2 separate regions of the Bombyx mori genome follow, and region 1 is linked to region 2. The links are chromatin contacts, called in public Hi-C maps. All regions are on one chromosome and are shown on one strand. The core of a region is the stretch at or near the end of the contact, and the rest is flanking DNA. Distances in the headings are between cores, read along the strand shown.

What was found. A called contact is a pair of places that touch in the nucleus more often than the background predicts.
Region 1: a Hi-C map of middle silk gland shows a contact between it and region 2, with 1.6 times the contacts expected there. The contact joins two enhancer-like sites. A contact is called at or near these places in 2 of 7 Hi-C or Micro-C datasets (middle silk gland and whole pupa).

What each region holds. Positions count from the first base shown.
Region 1 is chr4:1,309,027-1,316,643 of ASM3026992v2, reverse strand. LOC733058 (small GTP binding protein RAB5) reads left to right here. Exons shown (of 5, transcript NM_001044149.1): 4 at 6,907-7,123. Among protein-coding and RNA genes, the nearest start is that of LOC119628453, 13 kb to the right of the region's middle. Within about 2 kb of position 3,088, at least 5 of the 8 cell types and tissues checked have open chromatin away from gene starts, as enhancers often do.
Region 2 is chr4:1,261,107-1,267,869 of ASM3026992v2, reverse strand. LOC110385709 (enhancer of mRNA-decapping protein 4) reads right to left here. Exons shown (of 25, transcript XM_038010694.2): 10 at 6,008-6,176; 11 at 3,933-4,036; 12 at 3,439-3,550; 13 at 3,221-3,348; 14 at 2,020-2,105; 15 at 1,564-1,667; 16 at 1,350-1,453; 17 at 1,123-1,216; 18 at 897-1,055; 19 at 635-758; 20 at 126-318. Among protein-coding and RNA genes, the nearest start is that of LOC134201874, 5.7 kb to the right of the region's middle. Within about 2 kb of position 1,494, at least 3 of the 8 cell types and tissues checked have open chromatin away from gene starts, as enhancers often do.

The sequences.
Region 1 (7,617 bases), core at 1,839-4,338, 47 kb before region 2:
GGTTTTTGTTTATTTGCAAATACAAATGTGTGACCCTCGACTCCTCGAAGCAGTGTCATCCCTTGTGTCCTGACGAGATTTGCTAGTTTATAATCCATTATATCGCGTCTTCAACACTGCTGTTCTTTTCTACCTATTCGCTGGTAGCCTAAGAGGCTATTCCAGTTACGTCCGGACGGATAAGTGAGCACACGGGCTGAACCTGAGAGGATTTGCTAACACTGGCCCTAGCAAGAGCAATGCTTCGCTGAATCTACCAACGGATCGCAATGCCACCTACTAAGAAGATCCAACGAGAAAACACAGCTGTGAAACAATGGCGCCTCCTGGTTCCGTAGGCGGGCCAGCTGTTATAGCAATGCAATGAAGACCTCAGTCTTTTGCCCAAACGTTGATGCGCATAGTGGCGTTCTCGTTAATAATTTAAAAAAAATATAACCATTTACGTCGTCGGCAGTACTACTATACCCCCACTATAATAATATTAACACCATTGTGTTGAGTGTGCGAACGAAATGAGTGATTTTGTTTATTCATCACTTTTTATCTCATTTAATTTTTATCGAAACAAACAATTGTCTTTTGTGACAGATAAATGATTTCGAGGAGTTCGTTAAACTGGCAAATCGCATAATGTTATGAGCGAATGAGAAAAAAAAAAAAAGATACTGCAATGTGACGTGTGAAGTTTCGGTTAACACGGGTCAGGGTCTAGAGCGTTCGCACAGAGTTGCCTCGTCGGCCACCGCCCACGTTTCGATAACAGCTTTAATTATAAAGTGTTAAACCAGTTTTATCTATTAGAAAAAAAAAAATGAACATATTCAAGTTGGACGTGCTAATGTCAGATGAACTAGTCGATCGTTGACCGATAAAATACCTACCGCATTATCGGTCCATAACATCAACGCGAGACAGTTTAGGAGAATATTTGTTATCACGAAAACTGAAATAAAAACAAATTGGACAATATTAATTTTGTTAAGCAATCGTCGTGTGAATGTCTTAACAGTCGGGTTAAAGGATTGACAGGTAACACACAGCATTTTGGGTATTGCACCGGTATACTGAGACCTCCAAGCGGAGTTTACCAGGAGTATTTTTTTTTATTTGATTGAAAGATTACTAGTGGCCCGGAGGCCTTTCTAGTTTCACTAGGCGAGCAAGGGCTCAGCCAGAAGGGGTGGAATTTGGTAACAGCTACCCGAGCGCTTCTAAAGGAGACCTAACAACTCACATGTAGCTGCTCCACGAATGAAACTACTACCGGATCGGAATCGCGACACGGTAGGAGTAGGACGCGTATTGTAAGCCATTCAAATGATGGGACGAACATTATGCGATTAAGATTTAGACATTCATTTTGTTATGTTTATTGGCGCTTACGACCACATAATACCAGATGTCGTCTGTCAATATACATCAATAAAAATGCTTATTATCGCTAATCGAAGCCCTCTACTCCTATTAGCTTTTTTCCAAAGGGTTTGTCATAGACATGACCATACCATCGCCTTAACGCTTAGCACAAAAAACATAATATATACATTATACCATAACAGAGCAATCAGAAGGTTACGTGTTCAGATAACGTCGGGATCATCAGTTTAGGGAAAAGACAACGGAACATTTTCCACCGACCTGATGAAATTGCTCGGTAGACCGACGGTCCGAATGTTATTGGGTGGAACTTGTATATGCAAGCAAATTTCATCTTGCACATCTCGTTAGCGCGATTCAGGCGTTTCTCAAATATCTTCTCTTCTATGATAACTACCCGCTAGAATAAGTATAAAAACAAATTTTCTAGAATACAGCGGTGGGTTGTAAATATGTATAGCTTTTCTATACGACCACAGTTGTCTGAATATATGCGACCTACGTTGGGGTAAGATGTTTCATCTTCGATTGATATTGTATTCAATACCTATATTTAGTGCCATTTTGATAACTCGTGTTTTCAATAACGTGTGCTATATCTATATATATATATATATATGTAAACGGATCGAATTGTTTTCAGTAACAAAGTCACATTGACGCTCTTAATATATAACGGCGGAAGGACGTAGGCTCAAACCTGATTTGCTGAAGGCACTACTTATGACGTCAATGTGACGTAACACGTGACGCGTCCACATTGCTGAGTTTTTTTTCTGTGGATAATTGGTTTACGCTAGAAGTTAGTGCGATGGTACGTAATGTAAGACGTGCTTGCAATACGTCATACCACCGTTTATTTTTATTGCATACATGTTCGATCGAGCTCACGGCCCACTTGTTATAAAGTGGTTACCGAGCCCGTAGATATTATAGAGCTCCCTTTGCTTTGAAGTCTTCGTGGCCTAAAGGATAAGACGTTCGGTGCATTCGTATCTAGCGATGCACTGATGTTCGAATCCCGCAGGCGGGTGGGTACCAGTTTTTCTAATGAAATACGTACTTCACAAATGTTCACGATTGACTTCCACGGTGAAGGAATAACATCGTGTAATAAAAATCGAACACGCAAAATTATAATTTGCGTAATTACTGGTGGTAGGACCTGTTGTGAGTCCACACGGGTAGGTACCACCACCACCCCGCCTATTTCGGCCGTAAAGCAGTAATGCGATTCGGTTTGAAGGGTGGGGCAGCCGATGTAACTATACTGAGACCTTAGAACTTATCTCAAGGTGGGTGGCGCATTTAAGTTGTAGATGTCTCTGGGCTCTAGATGTCTACGTGAATGATGGTGAATGGCTACCGTCGCCCATGGACTTCAGCAATGCCAGGGGCAGAGCCAAGCCGCTGCCTGTCAATTCCCGTTTGTCATAGAAGTATCTCAGAGATTGCTGCTGCCACGTGCTCGTCTTTTACGACGTTCATGGGACGAAATAGGGTGTTACTATTCTAGGCCAGACAGACAGAAAGTCGAGATATCATTTATATATAAGTCTCTTACGTGTATTTTCCACGTCTATAACTTGGTTCGTTGAATGTGGAAACGTTTGGTAGCATAATGAATATCGTGTGTATAGGTGTGTCTTGTGAGGTCAAGGGCACCCGTTCCGACTTCCCCGACAGACGGGCCGGTACTGATAGCGCCGTTATCACGTAAATGTAGCACGCACGGTCTAGTCAATGGACCGATATCGGCTGTCCGCCCGCTGTGGAGTTCAAATTCATTTATGTCGGAGGAGAGACGCGGTCCTAGTTCTCTCAAGCTGTTAATGGAGCTTATGAGTAGCTAACGCGATGCTAACTTCCACCCTAACTCTTACAAGGTGGACGTGTCAGCATCAGTCAGTATATATTTATTTAAATTTTTTTTTATTGCTTAGATGGGTGGACGAGCTCACAGCCCACCTGGTGTTAAGTGGTTACTGGAGCCCATAGACATCTACAACGTAAATGCGCCACCCACCTTGAGATATAAGTTCTAAGGTCTCAAGTAAGTTACAACGGCTGCCCCACCCTTCAAACCGAAACGCATTATTGCTTCACGGCCGAAATAGTATGTAATAATAAAATAAATTGTATTCACATAATTAAGTAAACCATAGCCGCCTCAGGATCAAATCATAATAATATCGAGGGGTAGACATTTTTTTGTTTAAGCGACATTTTTGCAACTTTACAGGACAATCATTAATAAGTTAAGATTTAGAAAAAATATGAAAACAAAAAAAATAATCTTCAACTATTTGAATAGAGTAAACTTATTTGAAGTTCAATGAAGAACATAAAATTGTTGATGCTAATACCAAATAAAAGGGACCTTTAATTACAAAGACAAATATCACCCCTATCATCAATTTAATCCTTCGATATAGTCGCCCGAGTAATTTGGTTATTATACGACGGTAAAACATCAATTAGGCCAACAAACAAACATATATAATGACTGCTCTTGACCCCTAAGTCGGGACCGTCACACACACACACGAGGTGTGGTCCAACTGTTTGTTGCCGACGAGTTTGCTTTACGAAAAACTTGTGTTAACCCCTTTGCCGTGTCTGCGTGTCGTCTATAATCTATATTAAGCTAACTACTCTGTAATTTTAACATGTCTCTAAAAACGATTTTACGAGGGAAAAAATCCCCGCTTCTTTACCTACTTCATTTTAATTTAATCAACTTTCTTACTTCAATGAATTTATCAAAAATACAAAACTAAACATCTCTAAACAAACTATTTTACAAATATTAAAGAAAGTTTCATAAGAAAAACAACGGGATTTCGTTGTATCATCAGATAAAACTTGTAACAAGCTATTAGTTGAAATAAATATGAAATATTATGTAAATAATTTATGAATATATGTTATAACATATAAATATGAAATAATTTATGAAAGTCCTGATTCAGCGCGTTACACTATTTTGATGTTGTTTGTACATATAAATTCCCAGTTCTTATTATTACAATCATATATTTATATAGAACTGGGAACAAATCACGCACGGTCAACCGGTCCCAATTTAAGATTCCCTGGGTACCAGAGATTGATAAACATCCGGTTCTTTTTTAAATGGCTTAGGTTTATGCACGAGCTCACGGCCCACCTGATGTTAAGTGGTTACGGGAGCACGTAGACGTCTACAAAGTTAATGCCGCCATCTACCTTGATATATGAGTTCTAGGGTCTCAGTATAGTTACAACGGCTGCCCCATCCTTCAAACTGAAACGGATTACTGCTTCACGGCAGATATAGGCGGGGTGGTGGTACCTACCCGTGCGGACTCACAAGACGTCTTACCACCACTAATTACGGAAATTATAATTTTTAGTACTGGTATATATGTTTAAATATAATATATACATATATAAATAAACGACCACTTAAGGAGCAAACAAACCCGTTCATCACACGAATGTTTGCCCGATGTGGAAATCGAACTCACGACCCTCGGCGCGACAGTCAGGCCCTCTGACTACTGCACCGCCAAGTCATATTAGACACTAGCTGGCCTGGCAAACGTTTTGCCATATAAATTATTTCTAGGAAAAATAAATAAACTAGATACCGACTGCAGCGCCATCTGCCGGGCTGATTTGTAAATCTAAACCATTCTCGAATCCACCTGAAGGTACACAGAACAGTTCATTAAAATCGGTCCAGCCGTTTAGGAGGAGTTCCGTGACAAACACACGCACAGAAGCAATATATATTAAGACTAGCTGACCCGGCAGACTTCGTAGTGGCTCAATCGATAAATAAAAGACCTAAACTTTTGTATAAAATAAACTTAAAACAAACAAAAGGAATCCGTCCGACGGGGGCCACATCAAAGGGAAAACAAAATTGTTATTTTTATTTCATTCCGCTGCATTTTCATATGTATCTACCTTTTAAACCTTCTCTGGACTTCCACAGATAATTCAAGACCAAAATTAGCCAAATCGGTCTAGCCGTTCTCGAGTTTGAGCGAGACTAACGAACAGCAATTAATTTTTATATGTATTGATTATAGATTATAAATATTAAAACGTGAATGCTAAGTGTGTGTGAACGTAATTACCCACAAACATAGTTTATAAGCGATATATATTTTTATCAATGTAAACGACCTGAGTCTGGTAACGTCGAGTGTATCTGCTATAATAAATACGACAATGAGTTCGTTGGTTCGTGATTATACGTACAGCGTCAGAGCCCGCACCACCACCTATTTCTGCCGTGAAGCAGTAATGCCTTTCGGTCTGAATGGCGGAGCAGCCGTTGTTGAGACCTTAGAACTCATATCTCAAGGTGGGTGGTGGCATTTACGCTGTAGATGTCTATGGACTCCGGTAACCACTTAATACCAGGTGGGCTGTGAGCTCGTCCATCCATATATGCAATAAATAAAAAACAAATGTTCATAGATCAGAGAGGGACACAAGCAACATGTGTTGTGTTTCATTCTTGTTTGAATCGTCACGAAACATATTTCAATTTGGATCACGGGTGAACATACAGGGTGTTAGTAGTAGTAAAGTGGTTACAATATGTTGGCTGACTCGATGGTGGAGTATCTATTTATTGCCCCTGACTGATGAGCCGAGAGTCAATTCCCACCTCGAGCCAAATATGCGATAAACATGTTTACTCTTTGTCTGGATTTTATGTATGGTATGGTTTTATCTATACTAATATCTAAATCTACAGTGGTTTTTACGGATGTTCCGTTATAACTACTGAACCATGCATCTGATTAAATTGAAACTTTGTATCTATGTAGTGTTACATGTTAGTGTTGGACTCCCCAATAAATTAACAAGAAATAATAATGTTAATTTTAAATGCCCAGCGAAGTGGGCGAGTACGGCTAGTTAGTTATATTTATAAATAATAAAATAAACATACTTTTATTTATTGCTTTTACATGTTACAATGTCAAAGAAAGAACAGTGTGTATACAGAATTTTTCACTAATTCAATTTATACTTTAATATAATTTAGTTTTGTTTCAATATAGTTTTTACTATGTTTAATCATGGTATTATAAAGTATTTACGTCAGTCTCTGGTTTCAATAGTTCAGAGAATGCTAGTTTGGGACCAGATGATCGTGTGGTACTCTGATGACAATTTTCATTTGAAATTAATTTTGTTACTAACTTATTAGAAATACTATCAATAAATACAATATAAGGTAATATAATAATATATTACTAGCCGTACTCGCCTGCTTCGCTGGGCATTTAAAATTAACATCATTATTTATTGTCATTATTATTAGGGAGTCCAACGCTCACATAAATATTAGCCTATCCATTAAGTACATGTATTTTCTACATGGATACAAAGTTTCAAGTCAATCGAATGCATGGTTCAGTAGTTATAATGGAACATCCGTAAAAACCACTGAAATCAGAATGTAATTTTTCTAGATAATTGCGATCTAATTTAACATTTCTTCTTGATTTATTATTCCAGGACACATTCGGTCGCGCCAAGAACTGGGTGAAGGAACTCCAACGGCAGGCCTCTCCGTCGATAGTGATCGCTCTGGCGGGCAACAAGAGCGACCTCGCAGCCAAGCGCATGGTCGAGTTCGAGGAGGCGCAGGCCTACGCAGACGAGAACGGGCTGCTCTTCATGGAGACCAGCGCCAAGACGGCCATGAACGTCAACGATATATTCCTCGCTATAGGTACCTACATCATATCAATTCAACTACATCATATCAATTTTTGGAACAAACATAGGCTTGCGTTGCCGGCGGCTCGAATTAAGAAAATAAGCAACTCTTTTAGGGGGCTGGGTGTACAGCTTTTCAACAAGATCCCACTAAACGTTCAACTACTACCTGTTCATAGATTTAAGAAAACTGTTAAGGAACGTTTGTGCAACAAGGCATATTATAAAGTTAAGGATTAGTTACTAGATGGCACTACGTGGGAATGAGGCGCTCGCTCCTGGCCTTTTCATTTTTCATTATTATTATTATTTTTTTAATAGTATTTTTTTTGACTTGTTTTTTCTTTTATTGTGAATATTTCTATTTATTTAAAAAAAAGAAAATATTTGAGAAAAAACAAAAAAAAAAGGCCGCTGAGTTTGTTTCGCCGGTTCTTCTCAGGACTGTGGCTTTTTTTGGAACCGGTGGTAGAGTTAACATTGTTATTTGTATTTTGACATTCAACA
Region 2 (6,763 bases), core at 245-2,744:
CTATTTATGGGTCTGGGCCACAAAAAGGAGATTTATTTGTAATGAGTATACAGTTGTATCGCTAGTCACTTGGCCGTGCTAACAGGTTCGTCGAAGTGTTGCTCTTGTATCGACAGGTGACAAACCTTGCTGTTGACTAGTTTGTCGATGTTGTCCCTGAGCAGCTGGTCGGTGGCGGTGAGCTTGGCGGCGAGCTCGTGCTGCAGCGCGGCCACCAGCGGCTCCAGCGCGCGCGCCGCCCCCGCGCCCGCCGCCTGCGCCGCGCCCGCGCCCGCCGCCGCGCCCGCAGCCTCGCCCGCCGCCGACATGCGCTCCCACCTGCCGCACCAACAATGACTCAATGTTAGTAACGTGAATTGCTCCCACATATACACTTACACAACGGATACATTTTATACAGATCCCACATTAAATTTGATTCCGATACATATTCCATCCGTGTCGATGCGCAGTGCCGACCGGACACGGAACTAGTTTTGGCATGACGTGATGGCGACAGCACGCCGCCGGGCAGAGCTCGTCGAAGACACGTAACGTGATTACAATAAATATTTTTGGAATATACATACGTAAAATATATATACATCTTTTTAGGAATGGTAAAATTTATTTTTCATAAATTAATTATACACACCCTAGTGTGACAGCATTATCTAAGGCCTGTGCGTGTGCCTGCAGCGCTTCGTCCAGTGCGGTCCGCGGACACCACGTGGCGCCGCGCAGGGCCCGCAGCTCGCGACCCTGCTGCTGCAGCAACTCTACAACCAAACATCATGACACGTTTTTTTACTTAAGGATCAGGATAAGTTGGGGCCCGATAAACATTTGAAATTAAACACATCTGTACCCGCAGAAGGTCTAGAGACTCCAAATAGGATCTGTGCAATCAAACGCACCTGTGATTTTGTCCAGTTTGTGCTCGAGCAGGTCGAGTCGCGCGTCGCACGCGGCGCCGAGCGGCTGGCTCTGCGCGCCCGACTTGTCGCTGGACGCCTTGCGTTGGTTCGCTTCCGTTATCTGCGCTATGGATATCTGCGGCCACGAGGTGTCGCCGTCTGTAACGGAACAACTGGTGACGTCGGCGGCTCCCACACTACACTGCCCGGGGGCGCGGAGACGTACTGGAGTGCGGGAGCGCGAGCGGCGGCGGCGGCGGCTTGTCCGGGAAGGGCTCCGGCTGGCGGGCGGCGGCGGGCGGCGCCGGCGACTCCTCCTCCTGGGACAAAGGTTCGCGGCTGGTTATTAGTGGTGACTGGTGAAAATGGGTGCCACAGGAACACAGCTCATCACGTCAAATCTGCGACGTTCACAAGCCATGCCTATACAAGAGAACAGAAGCCGACACTAACCAGGTTGTCGGCGAAGAAGGCGTCGTCATTGTGCGCCATGATCTCCTGCACCTCCCGGCTGGGACTGGACCCCCCCGAGGTGGGCTTGCCCGCGCCCTCGGCTCCTGCGTCACAGTCACACAACATCAGCACAAGTACAAAGCGAGCCGGGTCCGGGCGGCACCAGCAGGAGCGTCTCCCGAACCCTCCCGGCGTTCTGAGTGAGCGGACGTACCCTTGGCGCGGTCGGCGTCCCCTCCGACGGAGCCGCGCGGCTTGGCGCTGACGTCAGGCGTGGCCGACAGCGGCGGATCCTCTTCCTCCCTCTTGCCCGGCGAGCTGAGGAACGTTAACTCCCTTATTGCCTCATCAGGTCGACGGATCTCCGTAGTAGCCCCACCGTGCCTCTGCCGAGCACTGAGGACTCTTTTTAGGCCATCTGGTTTTGAAATTAACTCCCCTCCGCGGCATTTCTTGAGCGCATGTCCTTCTTCAAACGAAGTTTGCGAAGTCCTTGGCGGCAGGAAACGACTTGGCTCTGGCACTGGCATTGCTGATGTCCATTAGCGACGGTAATCACTCATTATCAGACGGGCCACATGCTTGTCTGCCTGCAAGGGCAATACAAAAGAGCAAGAGATTCTTTGTCCCTTCCAAAACACGGCAGGGCCGGGCGGTGCCGTGCGGTTACCTGAACGCGTCGGGCGTCATGAGGTTGAGCTGCGGAGGGATCGGCGGAGACTCCGCCCTCTGACCGATGAGGCTCCCGGGCTGCGTCTACAACAACAAATATTGGGGACAAGCAAATAAGTATATTATTGTGAATACTGACATTATATCCTAAGAAATACATACAAATATGTATGTCTATTTTTTTATTACTAGGTGGGTAGGTCTCGCGTCTGTAAGTGAGCGGCGGTATGCACTTAACATCATGTCATTAGCTCGTTCAATTCTATCTGCAATCGTTATCGACCGCGCCCCCTCCGCCCGGACCGCGCACTCACTCCGCGGCAGAAGTGGAGGGCGGCGCGCCCCACCACCGGTGTGAGACGGCAACTTACAAATCACGAGTACCGAGTGCATCGCTGAGCGCAGTAGCGATTGACCTAACAGTGTGAATGATTGGGCTGATGGTGACGGTGACAAATATCTATTTTCAAATATTTTTAGATCTCTCTCTTCTCTTTTAAATTCGCACTAGAGTTAGAAGTGTCAACAAAACCTCGTAGATAGGTGTGCGAGTAGTGACGCAGACTCGTGACTCGTTGGGTAACTTCAATGCGGAGTTAATAAATAATCTCTTAAAACTATTCGATAATTTACAGTAAAAAAAAAATTATTTATTTATTTATTGCTAGATGGGTGGACGAGCTCACAGCCCACCTGGTGTTAAGTGGTTACTGGAGCCCATAGACATTTACGACGTAAACGCGCCACCCACCTTGAGATATAAGTTTTAAGGTCTCAAGTATAGTTACAACGGCTGCCCCACCCTTCAAACCGAAACGCATTACTGCTTCACGGCAAAAATAGGCAGGGTGGTGGTACCTATCCGCGCGGACTCACAAGAGGTCCTACCACCAAAAAAATTGATCTCATCAAGTTGTTTTAGTTGCGGTGTGGGAGCGCACGCGGCGCTGCCGTCGTATTGTGAATTGTCTATGATTTATGAACACTGTCATGTTAACAAAAAACTACATATTAAAAATAATTACTGAGCCACAGATAAATATACATAGTGCAATAACTGTATACAAGTAATCTACGTGTGCAAAGACACGGTTTAGGTAGAAACTAGACAAGCTCGTCCCTATGTGAACCGCCACCAGATAGTAAAAGGAAAGAAAAGAATTATAATAATAATATAAAAAGCAAAGTGCGATAATTACATCTGTCTGTTCGTTGTGTACCTGTGACCTCATGAGCAGGTTCTTGAGTTGCTGGCTCTGCTGCTGCAGGATGCTGGAGGGCACGGCCGCCGGCCCGGCCTCGCCGCCCTGCTCCTCGGGCGCGCCGCCTGCGGACGCAACCTGCTCTTCAATATCATTGCTTGGAGACGTCGACAGCTGCATCCCCAACTCCTGTTTCTGGGCGTGCGGTGGAGTACCTGCAGGCAGTGCGAAGGCCAGCCGCCCTTCCTGCAGGCCCTTGGGCTGCACCACGTAGAGGCGCAAGGCGGCCCGCCCGACGCACCCGCACTCCGAGCCCGAGTCCGCCACCTGCGGGCGCGGACACAAGCAAATATATTTTTAAGAGTTCTAGTTTCCAGTACTTAGTTTATGCGTGATACTTTTCAGGGCACATTTAAAAAAATATCTTACAATTCTTGATATTAAGCGACCACCGTGACCCATGGACGTTAGGGGCTCTGCCGGCCCGCTGCCTGACACTCTTTGAGGACGACTCCGAAGTCCTCACGGCGTCCAGGTCAACTTACGACGGCTACCACAAGTTATGTAAGGGTATGCCATATAGCAATCGCAAGTGTAATGATAAAACTATGTATATGCAGAATGTTTCAACTAATTTGTGACATTTGCAATGAGAACGGTTCCGTCATAGTTCTATGTTAGTATCGTATAGTTGGAGGCGGGTGCTCACGTCCGGCTGGAGGTCGAAGTCGTCGGGCGAGGGCCCGGCGGGGTCGGCGGACTCGCTGCGGTGGAACGGGTCGGAGCAGCTGGACTCGCACTTCGCGGTCTGTTCTTCTGCCGGCAACAAAGTTCGAAACGTTATTTTTTTATTACAATAGTTTATATACGACATTATAATGGAAATGCGGACGATTTATTGGGACGAGTACGGACGAGACTGGACAAAGTGATCGTGTGCGTGTGAGTGTGTCACGTACCCGCGTCGGCGATGCGGGAGGCGGGCGCGGGGAGGGGAGCGGGGAGTGCGTCACGTACCCGTGTCGGCACTGCGGGAGGCGGGCGCGGGGAGGGGAGCGGGGAGTGCGTCACGTACCCGCGTCGGCACTGCGGGAGGCGGGCGCGGGGAGGGGAGCGGGGAGTGCGTCACGTACCCGCGTCGGCACTGCGGGAGGCGGGCGCGGGGAGGGGAGCGGGGAGTGCGTCACGTACCCGCGTCGGCACTGCGGGAGGCGGGCGCGGGGAGGGGAGCGGGGAGTGCGTCACGTACCCGCGTCGGCACTGCGGGAGGCGGGCGCGGGGAGGGGAGCGGGGAGTGCGTCACGTACCCGCGTCGGCACTGCGGGAGGCGGGCGCGGGGAGGGGAGCGGGGAGTGCGTCACGTACCCGCGTCGGCACTGCGGGAGGCGGGCGCGGGGAGGGGAGCGGGGAGTGCGTCACGTACCCGCGTCGGCACTGCGGGAGGCGGGCGCGGGGAGGGGAGCGGGGAGTGCGTCACGTACCCGCGTCGGCACTGCGGGAGGCGGGCGCGGGGAGGGGAGCGGGGAGTGCGTCACGTACCCGCGTCGGCACTGCGGGAGGCGGGCGCGGGGAGGGGAGCGGGGAGTGCGTCACGTACCCGCGTCGGCACTGCGGGAGGCGGGCGCGGGGAGGGGAGCGGGGAGTGCGTCACGTACCCGCGTCGGCACTGCGGGAGGCGGGCGCGGGGAGGGGAGCGGGGAGTGCGTCACGTACCCGCGTCGGCACTGCGGGAGGCGGGCGCGGGGAGGGGAGCGGGGAGTGCGTCACGTACCCGCGTCGGCGCTGCGGGAGGTGGGCGCGGGGAGGGGAGCGGGGAGTCCGTGTGAGTGCGTCACGTACCCGCGTCGGCGCTACGGGAGGTGGGCGCGGGGAGGGGAGCGGGGAGTGCGTGTGAGTGCGTCACGTACCCGCGTCGGCGCTGCGGGAGGTGGGCGCGGGGAGGGGAGCGGGGAGTGCGTGTGAGTGCGTCACGTACCCGCGTCGGCGCTGCGGGAGGCGGGCGCGGGGAGGGGAGCGGGGAGTGCGTGTGAGTGCGTCACGTACCCGCTTCGGCGCTGCGGGAGGTGGGCGCGGGGAGGGGAGCGGGGAGTGCGTGTGAGTGCGTCACGTACCCGCGTCGGCGCTGCGGGAGGCGGGCGCGGGGAGGGGAGCGCGTGTGAGTGCGTCACGTACCCGCGTCGGCGCTGCGGGAGGCGGGCGCGGGGAGGGGAGCGCGTGTGAGTGCGTCACGTACCCGCGTCGGCGCTACGGGAGGTGGGCGCGGGGAGGGGAGCGGGGAGTGCGTCACGTACCCGCGTCGGCACTGCGGGAGGCGGGCGCGGGGAGGGGAGCGGGGAGTGCGTCACGTACCCGCGTCGGCACTGCGGGAGGCGGGCGCGGGGAGGGGAGCGGGGAGTGCGTCACGTACCCGCGTCGGCACTGCGGGAGGCGGGCGCGGGGAGGGGAGCGGGGAGTGCGTGTGAGTGCGTCACGTACCCGCGTCGGCGCTGCGGGAGGCGGGCGCGGGGAGGGGAGCGCGTGTGAGTGCGTCACGTACCCGCGTCGGCGCTGCGGGAGGCGGGCGCGGGGAGGGGAGCGCGTGTGAGTGCGTCACGTACCCGCGTCGGCGCTACGGGAGGTGGGCGCGGGGAGGGGAGCGGGGAGTGCGTCACGTACCCGCGTCGGCGCTGCGGGAGGTGGGCGCGGGGAGGGGAGCGGGGAGTGCGTGTGAGTGCGTCACGTACCCGCGTCGGCGCTGCGGGAGGTGGGCGCGGGGAGGGGAGCGCGTGTGAGTGCGTCACGTACCCGCGTCGGCGATGCAGAAGCTGAGCACGGGGAAGGGCAGCAGGAAGTGCGCGAGCGCGGTGCAGTGTGCGTGCGTGTCGGCCGCGTCGCGCGCCACGCCCAGCACGTACAGCGCGCGGCCGCTCGCCGCTGACACCACCAGGAACCGCGCGCTCCTGTCCAGCATCACCTGCACGCCACAATCCACCCTGTGTCTCATGTCTACCTTCACTTCATGGGGTTGCCCCATTGGTCCAATGTTTTTCCATATTATAGTTTAATTTGATAAGGCGGGTGGCAAATCGAATCGACTCTGTTCGGGAACGATTGGCTGGGATTGGAAACTTAAGATATTTGTCCTCCACTGATTCCCACTGCTGTAACTACTGCGCAGCTCGGATATACAACCGCGACCAGGCTTGTCGAGGGAATCTTTGATCCTATAATGTACTTAGTCAAAAGACAATAATGGGGTGCAGGGGGTGCGGGTAAATTTATCCTTTCTTCCGCCGTGATAGTCATAATGGCCAGAAATTTAACCCATTTGGCAATTTTTTTGGTGAACAAACATTCTATTGTCCAGTAAACGGACCTTTTCCCTGTCCTTAAGGCATGTCATGTCTGTGTGTAGACCTAAAGTTGCACCACCATCATGTCGTGGGGTTGTCGTAAAAGGGCAATATGAAATTTGTCGAAGAATGGGGAATACTGATCTCTAGCGAATTATACCAGAACACTCCAGTCGCCATCCAGGATTTTCTAGTGCTGTTGTTAAGG